Regions from separate parts of the Mus musculus genome. Here region 1 is linked to region 2. Evidence: chromatin contacts called from public promoter capture Hi-C data. All regions are on one chromosome and are shown on one strand. Each heading gives the region's core, a stretch centred on a gene start, on an enhancer-like site or on the middle of the called end of the contact. The rest is flanking DNA. Distances are from core to core; before and after follow the strand shown. Region 1 has its middle 44 kb from the start of Gm30145. Region 2 has its middle 36 kb from the start of Gm29916.

What was found. Promoter capture Hi-C pulls out the DNA fragments that hold promoters and counts their contacts.
Region 1: a contact with region 2 is called in a promoter capture Hi-C map of pre-B cells. The contact joins two enhancer-like sites. A contact is called at or near these places in 3 of 39 promoter capture datasets (the C10 cell line, liver and pre-B cells) and 2 of 115 datasets of contacts at active chromatin or transcription factors (bone marrow-derived macrophages and large pre-B cells).

The regions. Positions count from the first base shown.
Region 1 is chr10:111,420,121-111,425,003 of GRCm38.p6, forward strand. No RefSeq gene overlaps it. Among named protein-coding and RNA genes, the nearest start is that of Gm30145, 44 kb to the left of the region's middle. Within about 2 kb of position 2,056, at least 95 of the 459 cell types and tissues checked have an H3K27ac peak or open chromatin away from gene starts, as enhancers often do. A contact at or near this core is called in bone marrow-derived macrophages and pre-B cells, where this site is marked.
Region 2 is chr10:111,117,255-111,121,982 of GRCm38.p6, forward strand. No RefSeq gene overlaps it. Among named protein-coding and RNA genes, the nearest start is that of Gm29916, 36 kb to the left of the region's middle. Within about 2 kb of position 2,162, at least 99 of the 459 cell types and tissues checked have an H3K27ac peak or open chromatin away from gene starts, as enhancers often do. A contact at or near this core is called in bone marrow-derived macrophages and pre-B cells, where this site is marked.

The sequences.
Region 1 (4,883 bases), core at 806-3,305, 300 kb after region 2:
TTTGAGAACCGTCTTCTTTTTTTTCCCCCCCTTTAAAAAAAAATGCCGAGACAATTTATTTTAGCGGAAGGATTTCCAACTTGTGAATCTTAAGCGGGGCTTTTCCTCGGTCCAAGGAGAGCTGTTAACCAATCAACAACGCAAGACGCTGCATTTGCTGGCTGCTTCTCTACAATCAGGGGACCCAAACTGAGCAGTCCCTCCACTGAGTGTCCCCCGCTTCTCTTCCACACCAAGGAAGTGGCTGCATTTCTCACTGTCTCCTCAAAAGCTAGCCCGTGTGGAGCCAGATCTCAAATCCACTGGAGCAATTTTGCAAGTGCAAAACGATAATTTTTCACCTTCCTGTTTTCTATTTTGCATAAAAAGGAAACAGTGTACCTTATCTTATGAATGGCAAAAGCTGCCTTACCTAAGTCCAGAGGCTGTATCCCAAAGAATACTGACCTAAGAAATTAAGACTGGAGTTCTGCCCTCAGCTCTACTCCTGTGCCACTCAGCAAGCCACCACCCATAAGAGGCCTGCAGTACTTCACCTTTAAAGTGATATGTTTGCATTGGACATACCTCACTAGATTATGTGCTTTGAAAAAAATCTAAACTTTGCAAAGAGCAAGTTACTAACACAGAACTTCAGTGCAGAATCCTGGGCACTGCACCTAACACCCTGGATCTTGGTTTTGTGTTGTTTTGTTTGTCTCTGGGGAATCACCTGGGCCCACTGCTTCCTGTATTAATTTAGTGCACGGATCAATGTAACTACATGTTGTATTTATAAAAAGATAACGAGAGAAGAAATATTGGTGGAGGTGTAGTCAGGTGGGGGGGGGGGGAAGGGGTGCCTCCAGGGCCCATGCTGAGGCATCCCTTCCCCCTGAGGGACCAGGCACATGATGGTACAGTATAGAATAGAGTTTATTCAGGGTATGGGGAGGGGAATTAAGGGTGTAGTAGCGTAGAGGCAGAGAAATGAGAGTGTGTGTGTGGTGTGTGTGTGAGACAGAGACAGAGACAGAGAGAGAAGAGGAGGCGGGCCATGAGCACATGGAGAGAGAGAGACAGGGAATGAGGAGAGGGGGGAAGGGGTGAGGACAGAGCAGGAGCAAGAAGGCAAGAGATCAAGCAGCCCCTTTTATAGTGAGTCAGGCACACCTGACTGTTGCCAGGAAACTGTAGGGCAGAGCTTAGGAAAAATACTAACCCTACAGTTCCTTCCAATTCTTTTCTTTTAATGTTTAGTGTCTACCTGCATGCATCCTGCAGGCGTGTCTGTGCACCACATTCATAAGGTATGCCTGGAGGCCAGAAAGGCCCATCAGAGGTTCAGAGCCTGAGGTTCCAGGTGATGGTGAGCTCCGTGTGTATGCTGAACCCGGGTCTACTGGAAGGGCTCTTAACCAATGGTTCTCAACCTTTCCAATACTGAGACTGCTTAACACAGTTCCTCATGTTGTGGTGACCCCGCCCCCCACTATAAAAATCATTTTCGTTGCTCCTTCATAACTATAATTTTGCCACTGTTATGAATTATATTGTAAATATCTGTGTTTGCCAATGGTCTTAGGTGACCCCTGGGACAAGGTCATTCAACACCCCTCCCCCAAAAGGAGTGAGACCCAAAGGTTGAGAACACTGATAACTGATAACACCGGCCACTACTCTAGCCGCCACTGCGCCAATGTGCCAATGCTGTGTTCTCTCTCTCTCTCTCTCTCTCTCTCTCTCTCTCTCTCTCTCTCTCTCTCTTCTCTCTCTCCCCCTCCTCTAAAATAAGAAAACTGAAGCACACATTGAGTTCACACAGCAACAGTTCACACAGCAACTTGTTACTTACTACCATTGAAGCTTCTCTCTGGCTTAGGTGCTAAGCAAGGGAGGCTTATTTATTGAATTTCAGAAAGGTGGTTGGTTCTTTAATGTCCACTCACAAGCCTGTACCCAAAGCGATGGCAGCTGACAGCTGGTTTCATTTCATTGTCTTAGAGGAGAGGGCACTTTGCGATCATGATCACGCTGTCTGTCTGAGGAAGTGGGGTTTGTGCGTGAGGTGAGGACCAGTGGTCTCCAGAACAACTTCATTGTAAACAAAAGGAACCGTAGCGCTGCATTCAGGCTTCCTTTTGTTTGTATGAAAGGGGCTGCTTGCCCTCTCTCTCTTTTGCTCTTGCTCTTCTCTTGATCTCTTCCCCTCCTCCCTCTCTCCATGTGCTCAAGGCCAGGGCTCCCCACCCCCACCTTTCTCTGTCTCTGCTGCTTCCTCAACTCCCCTCCCCATGCCCTAAATAAACAGGAAGGGATGCTTCAGCATGGGTCCCCTGCACAGGCACTCCCCCCCCCCTGCCCCCCCCCCCCCCCACTATACCTTGCCTCCACCAAACATATCCCTGGCTTCTTTTTCTTTTTTTTATAAAACACAACAATTGTACAATGAAAAGTAAGTTAAGAAGACAGCAAAGACCAAAGTGCAGCCCAACTTTTGGCTCACTAATACTCTGTGCCCGGTGCACGTGTGGAGAGGACCAACAACTTTTATTAAAAAGGAGCCTGGGGTTCCTTGAGTGAGGGAGTACAGAAAATACTGCTTCACAGTGAGTCTGCAGCGATGGAGGAGGAAGACGAGTCTTTAAGAAAGGGAAAGTGCCTGCTTCTGCATCCAGGGTGGAAACCAGAGTCAGCTGTGGGCGGTTCAGGAAGTGCACGGAGGCATAAAGTGCGTGGATTTCAGACGCGCGCTCCTATTTTTAATGTTGGCTAAGCCACTCCCATGCTTTCGTCTAATCTAAGAGTATCCAAACGGGCTGGCATTCCAAATCGCCAACCTCCCAAGGGTTGCCTTTGCCAGAAGCCTGCCTGGTAGTACTGTATAAACTATAGTAGTTGTGTTGAGCAAGCAGTATAATGGGTTTCCTGAGATTAAAATATTTCACTTGTTTAAAAAGGCTTCCTAAGTAAGAAAAGCTTATAGAATAAGCTACTATTTCTAATCTTGGTAACACAAAACTATGGTTTTGAGGAAAATCTGGCTCCCCTTCCCTTCCTATTTCAGTGTTAACTATCCTACTAATGTACTGTAGAATGTGTGCCATTGTCTTCTACAGTTTGATTTCCAGAGTTCCAAAGGCACCTCCAAAGTCCCAGAGACCTTGGTCTTAGACTCTCCAATCAGTAGACACCAGGAAGCCACACTTCAAGGAGACAAGATGTTATTTATCATTTCTATTAGAGATGAGTAAAGTAGAATTCAACAGCTTAACCGGACATGGTGGTTCATACTTGTAATCCCAGTCCTAGAGAAGGCTGAGGCAGGAGGATCATCAGATCAAGGTCAATACAGACGATATATTGAGACACTGTCTCAAAGTGTGTGTGTGTGTGTATCTGTGTGTCCGTGTCTGTCTGTCTTACTTGAGAATGGAACGATAGCAAAAGATACAAGCCTTTTCTGGATGCTAAACAGAAATAATAAAAATTGTAGTTTGAGTATATCTGCATTAGTCCACATCCAGCTTATTATACTGGAGAATGTATATACACACATATACACACACATAAATATACACATACACACACACACACACACACACACACACACACACACATATATATATATATATATATATATATATATATATATATATATATATATCTCAACATTATGAACAGGAAAAGAAGTGGGTTCTAGCAACTACCAGGAGAGCTATGCCATCACAGAGGGAAATGCTCCACGTACCAGACATCCCTGTCTTAAAATCTACCAACATCCTGTGCACATAAACCTAACTTCATGGACCCGTGCACCCTGGTAACTAGGCAACATTATCTTTTCTCAACTGTTGCTTTCTCCCCATGGGCTGAGAGTGTTTGAATCTTAAGAAAGTAGGCACAGATATGAAAGCAAGAGATTTAAAGAGAAGCCTATACTCAAAGGTAAAATTTCTTCTTTTGCTTCCTCCAAATATATTTATTGTTCAGGTGGAAAGCCATTTTTAAAGAAGCACCTTGCTAGAATAGCGTAGGCAAAAATAGACCACAAAGACAGAGAAAACCAGTAAAGAAAGATGGAGAGACAGCCCCATGGGGAATATCCTTACAAATGGAAGGACCTGAGTTTCCATCCTTAGAACTCACATAAAGCCAGACACAAGCACAATGAAATCCCAGCACTCCTACAAGATCAGAGGCAAAGACAGGGGAATCCCTAGAGGTTCATGGACCCTCCAGCCTGGCAGGCACTGTGAGAGATGACAGGAGACCCTGCCTCACAAAGTAGAGGGCCAGGAAGGACATCACTTGTATTCTGTGGCATGCATGCACTTGCACTCATGTATGTGAGCACACCCACAATAAAGAAAGGCAGGAGGGAAGGGAGGGGAGGGGAGGAGAGAAGGGAGGAGAGGGTAGAGGAGGGAGGGGAAGGGATGGAAAAGAAGAGAAGAGGGGAAGGGTGGGAAGAGAAGGAAAGAGAGGGGAAGGGAGAAGAGGGGAAGAAAGAAGAGAGGAGAGGAGAGAAAAGAGAGGGGAGGAAAATAGAGGGGAGGGGAGGGGAGGGGAGGGGAGGAGAGGAGATGACATATGTCAGGCATGCCATCACATACCTATAGTACCAGTCCTTAGGAGATTTATAGTGGAAGGATCAAGGTGACAGTTCAAGGTCAGCTTTGGCAAGTTGAAGGCCATTCTGATTCTGTCTCAAAAACAAATAAAAGTAAACATAAAGTGCTAAGAAATCAAGAAAAACGTTGATTTTTCTGATGGTTATAATGTGTGATAAACTGATTCCCTCTTGTTAACCTTCTGTTTAAGAGGCGATCATTATGACAAAATGGATGGCTAAGAGAGACCACTGCCAAGTGTCTCATTCCACATAGACTTGGTCCATTGTG
Region 2 (4,728 bases), core at 912-3,411:
AGGACTGCCCTTGTTTAGATGGCTCTGATTTGCATGGCCCTTAATTTGCATGATAAAGACTGCCCAGCGGAAACTCTGTATGTGCACAGTAACTCAAGCTCACCTCCCAGAACTGTACACCAGGCCTTCTGGACCGTGCTTTGCATGCCAGGAAGACAGCCACCCCAGCTATGAAAGTACTTCTCTTCAGCGGGGAATCCTCTTAGTCAAGCTTCCAGTGGTGGCAGCTGCATGCTCGCTAGCCTGGGCTGCTCCCCTCTTTGTCCTTATAACCTGTTCTTTTAGTGACCTGAGCTTTTAATGGTGACTTGCCACTGTGATAGTGAGAAAGAGATTGGACAGCGGTCTTAGGTTCAAAGGGAACTCCAATGCCTCAAATTCCAAAAGGCAGTCCTAACGCCCATAAATGAGCTCAACCAGGGCTATGGGAGGATTTCTGCTGGTTAAATTAAAGCCAGCATTCTTAGGAACTTGTGAAGCCTGTTTACCCAAAGGAATCATTTCTCTTCCCCTGGCAAAAAGGCTCTCCAATTAACATATACCTATGGCACCTATCGGCATCCCAAGGTCCATGCCAGTCCCAAGGCTCCCTCAGTCCCTACTCAGGAATACTTGTCATATATTTCAAAGCTCATTTGAGTCTCCTGGCCCTTCCCTCTCTCCAGCTACTCACCCTTCTCACTCTCTTTTTTCTCCCCTGCTATTCTCTCTTCTCTCACAGAAGCCCTGGCCATGTTCAGTCAACTCTCGTTCTGCTCTGGGCAATTCTAGATGCCTCTGGTGGCTCTCTCTTTCTGTCTCTGTCTCTGTCTCTGTCTCTGTCTCTGTCTCTGTCTCTCTCTCTCTCTCTCTCTCTCTCTCTCTCTCTCTCTTTCATATCTACAATTAAAACCTTCTCCATACCCACACAATGGAGAGGTCATGCTGTCAGTTTATATAGATGGTGAGTGAATTCACCATTTAGACTAGAAGAAGAAGAGTTGGTTGAGCCATTTGCATTTGCGCAGAGGGTAGGGGTCACCTATAACATCCCCTGGTTAGAACTTCAGGACTCCACGCTAGGGGGAATTCCCAGTGGGGATAAGAGGCTGCTTTTTCTAGTCTCGTGTTAACCGGCTTTCCTTCACGAGTTTCTTCTCGTGAGAATCAAGATAATATCTGAGATGCTAAGCAATTAAAAAAAAAAAAAGGCAAGAAATGGAGCTGACAGCTCCTAGATGCTGTGAAGGAGGAAGTTTATTACAGATAAGTGGAAGAGTTAGCGAGAGACAGACACACGTGGGGGAACCCAAGCAGTCATGACTTTGAACCACGTGGGGAGAAGGGGAGAGGAAGGGAGAGAGAGGACTCAAGTACAGCAGCCGGGAGGCCAAAGGGGCAAAAGGAGAAAAAGGGGGCAAAGAGTAGGTAGCCAAAATATCTGGATTATTTAGGGAAGAGCCTCTGGGTAGAGGGTGGCGTGCCATCCGTGCCCTGGAACAGGTAGGGACTGAGGGATGCTGGGAGAACCCGGAGGCCAGGTCCACTTTGATATGTTTGTTAAGTAGATACCTCAGTTACTTGTCCTGAGTTTAAAACTTAACACTAAGAAGATCAATTAACACAAAATATGTGAATTTTAGCAAAAATGAGAGTCACATAATAAATATTTACCACATAAGAGCCATCTTTAATAACTAAAGATCACTCCTAAATTTGAATTAGGGAGAAACTAGAGAATTAAAATATTGTTTTCTTTTTTTATGCCCTTGAAATTTGTTTTGCAAATAAAGTCTTTTTTTTTTCTTTTATAGTGTCTTCTGCCTAGACTGACAAGTTGACTCTGAACTCAGATCTTCCTGTATCTACCTTCCCATTGCTGGGGCATACAAGCCTGTATCTGCATGCTTAGTTTATGTGGTACTAGATCCAACCCAGCCAGAGGGGGGCTGCATGCATGCTAGGCAGAGTCTCTGTCCACTGACTATATACATGACTACTACTATCTCTGTCCCCAGCCTTGTAAATTGAACCTTCTATTGTCTGTGAGGATATAGTTCTTATAAATATTATTAAAACTGTACACAGTTTTTCCTTTAATATAATCACTTAAATGTCCAGTAGGCAGAGGACTGAATTCACACAGACTTCCTCTTTCTGGCTTCCTGATTTCTGTTAGTGGTATAACCACCTCCTGTAACTCATGATTGGAACACTAATTATTTTTGACCTACCATTTCCGTCTTATCTGACCTTCATCATTGCTTTCAAAGCTTACCCCGCCCTTCTCCCTGTCTCTGGCCACCACTCCTGTTCAGGATACCACCTTGGCCTTTTTGCTTCAACTTTCTCTTTTCCTCCCATCAAGCTGAATTTAAGCCTGTTTCACCACATCATCTCTGCATCTGCTCGGCTGTCTCCAGTAGCTCCTACCACTTGTCAAATAAAAGACTATTCAACGTCTCCTTGAAATGTCAGCTGGAAAGGAAGACAGACAAACGAACCAGCGACTTAAGACAGTACAGCCTTTTACAGGGAGCAGCAACTCAGAGGGCTTTTTATAAGAATTGTAGTCTGTTGTCCACTTAGCTGGGGTAGTTACAGGGCAGCAGTTGGGGAGGGGTAGGTTGCAGGAAAGGTTCCTATTGTGGCTGGAGTTTGGTGTTTTCTAACAGTAGCAGGTGAGAAGTCAGTTAAAGAATGTCAAGTAACACACAAACATCTTCCTGGGCTGGCAAGGACTTGGGGTTCACAGGGCAGCCCAGCATCTGGAGAAACAAGTTAATTTATTTCCAGAAGTTAAACCACTGTAGTTACTGGAATTGGCACAATTCTACCAAACTGGGGTTTTACAAAACAACATTCTGTCTGGCTAACACTTCTCTGTGAGATGGCCTTAAACCCATACCTCATGGCTTTCTGAAACCGGTATCATTTTATAGCCCAGGCTGCTCTCGAACTTGAGCCTCATAATATCCTTATTTTTTTTTAACTTCTATAAATCTGTTACTATGAAGGGTAAGATGTAGCTGAAGTGACTGAGGTAATGATACTGTATCCTGGAGCTACTTGAGTTTGCTTAGTACAAGGCCCTCTACCCCACAACGATCATGTCTGCCTCCAGCACACATTTGATATTTCTGTGACTTTGACCATGCTCCAGACGTATTAGCCAACATAATCAGTGTAAGCTAAAATAACTGAAGAAGGTGTAAGTTAAAAATAATTGTCATGTTATATCTGAAATAATTACTATGCTCAGGCAAGAGTAAGCACTTCAAGTGACCTCACCTAACTTTGGTTGTTGGTCTTTATGATTTTTGCCTTTAGAAACACTGTACCTTTGAGCTTCCTCACCAAGAGACCTTGAGGCTCGGGAGGCAGAGGCAGGTGGATTTCTGAGTTCGAGGCCAGCCTAGTCTACAAAGTGAGTTCCAGGACAGCCAGGGCTATACAGAGAAACCCTGTCTCAAAAAACCAAAAACCAAAACAAAACAAAAAACAAACAAACAAAAAGAGACCTTGAGGCAATGAGACTCGGTCTCCAGCTAATAAAGGACTCATTATACTCTTAGTAGGCTTCGTGAGCATGCCTGTGGGTACCTTTCTCACATGAATGACTACAGTAACAAGATTAGAATCAAGTGAATGAGCTTTATGGTAAGGGGCCAGTGAGATGACTCAGCACAGGGAAGGGGCTGACAACCCCCAAACGCCTGAGTTTGATCCTCCCAAGTGGTAGAAGAAAACAAACTCCAGCATTCTGTTCTCTGACCTCCACACAGACGATGGTGTGTGTGTACACGGATCTCACAAACAAACAGAGAAGTGAATAAATGAACCAAACTTTTTAAATAAATGAATGGAGATCTAGTCAATTGGATAAAATGAGAGATAAGTAATTTCTACTTTGGCAAGACAGAGTGGCTATTTGAAGATAGGAAACTGGGCAAGAAGAAAGAGCAGAGTATGGCAGATCATGACACCACCAAACAGAAACTGCCAACAAGACCATAAGTAAACCAGGGTTTCTTTTAAATTTTCAACTTAATTATTATGGTGTGTGTGTGTGTGTGTGTGTGTTTGAGAGAGAGAGAGAGAAAGAGAGAGAGAGAACAGATGTGTGTATGTGTGTGAGTGTGTGTATGTGTGCGTGAGAGAGAACAGATGTGTGTGAGTGTGTGTGTGTTTGAGAGAGAGAAAAAGAGAGAGAACAGATGTGTGTGTGAGTGTGTGTATGTGTGTGTGTGTGAGAGAGAGAACAGATGTGTGTGTGAGAGTGTGTGTGTGAGAGAGAGAGAACAGATGTGTGTATGTGTGTATGTGTATGAGTGTGTGTATGTGTGCGTGTGTGTGTGTATGTGTGTGAGTGTGTATGTGTGTGTGTGTGAGAGAGAGAGAACAGATGTGTGCATGTGTGTGTGTGTGAGAGAGAGAACAGATGAGTGTATGTGTGTGAGTGTGTGTATGTGTGTGTGTGTGAGAGAGAGAGAGAGAGAACAGATGTGTGTATGTGTGTGAGTGTGTGTATGTGTGTGTGTGAGAGAGAGAGAGAGAGAGAACAGATGTGTGTATGTGTGTGAGTGTGTGTATGTGTGTGTGTGTGTGAGAGAGAGAGAGAGAGAGAGAACAGATGTGTGCATGTGTGTGTGTGTGAGAGAGAGAACAGATGTGTGTATGTGTGTGTGTGTGTGTGAGAGAGAGAGAGAGAGAGAGAGAGCAGATGTGTGTATGTGTGTGAGTGTGTGT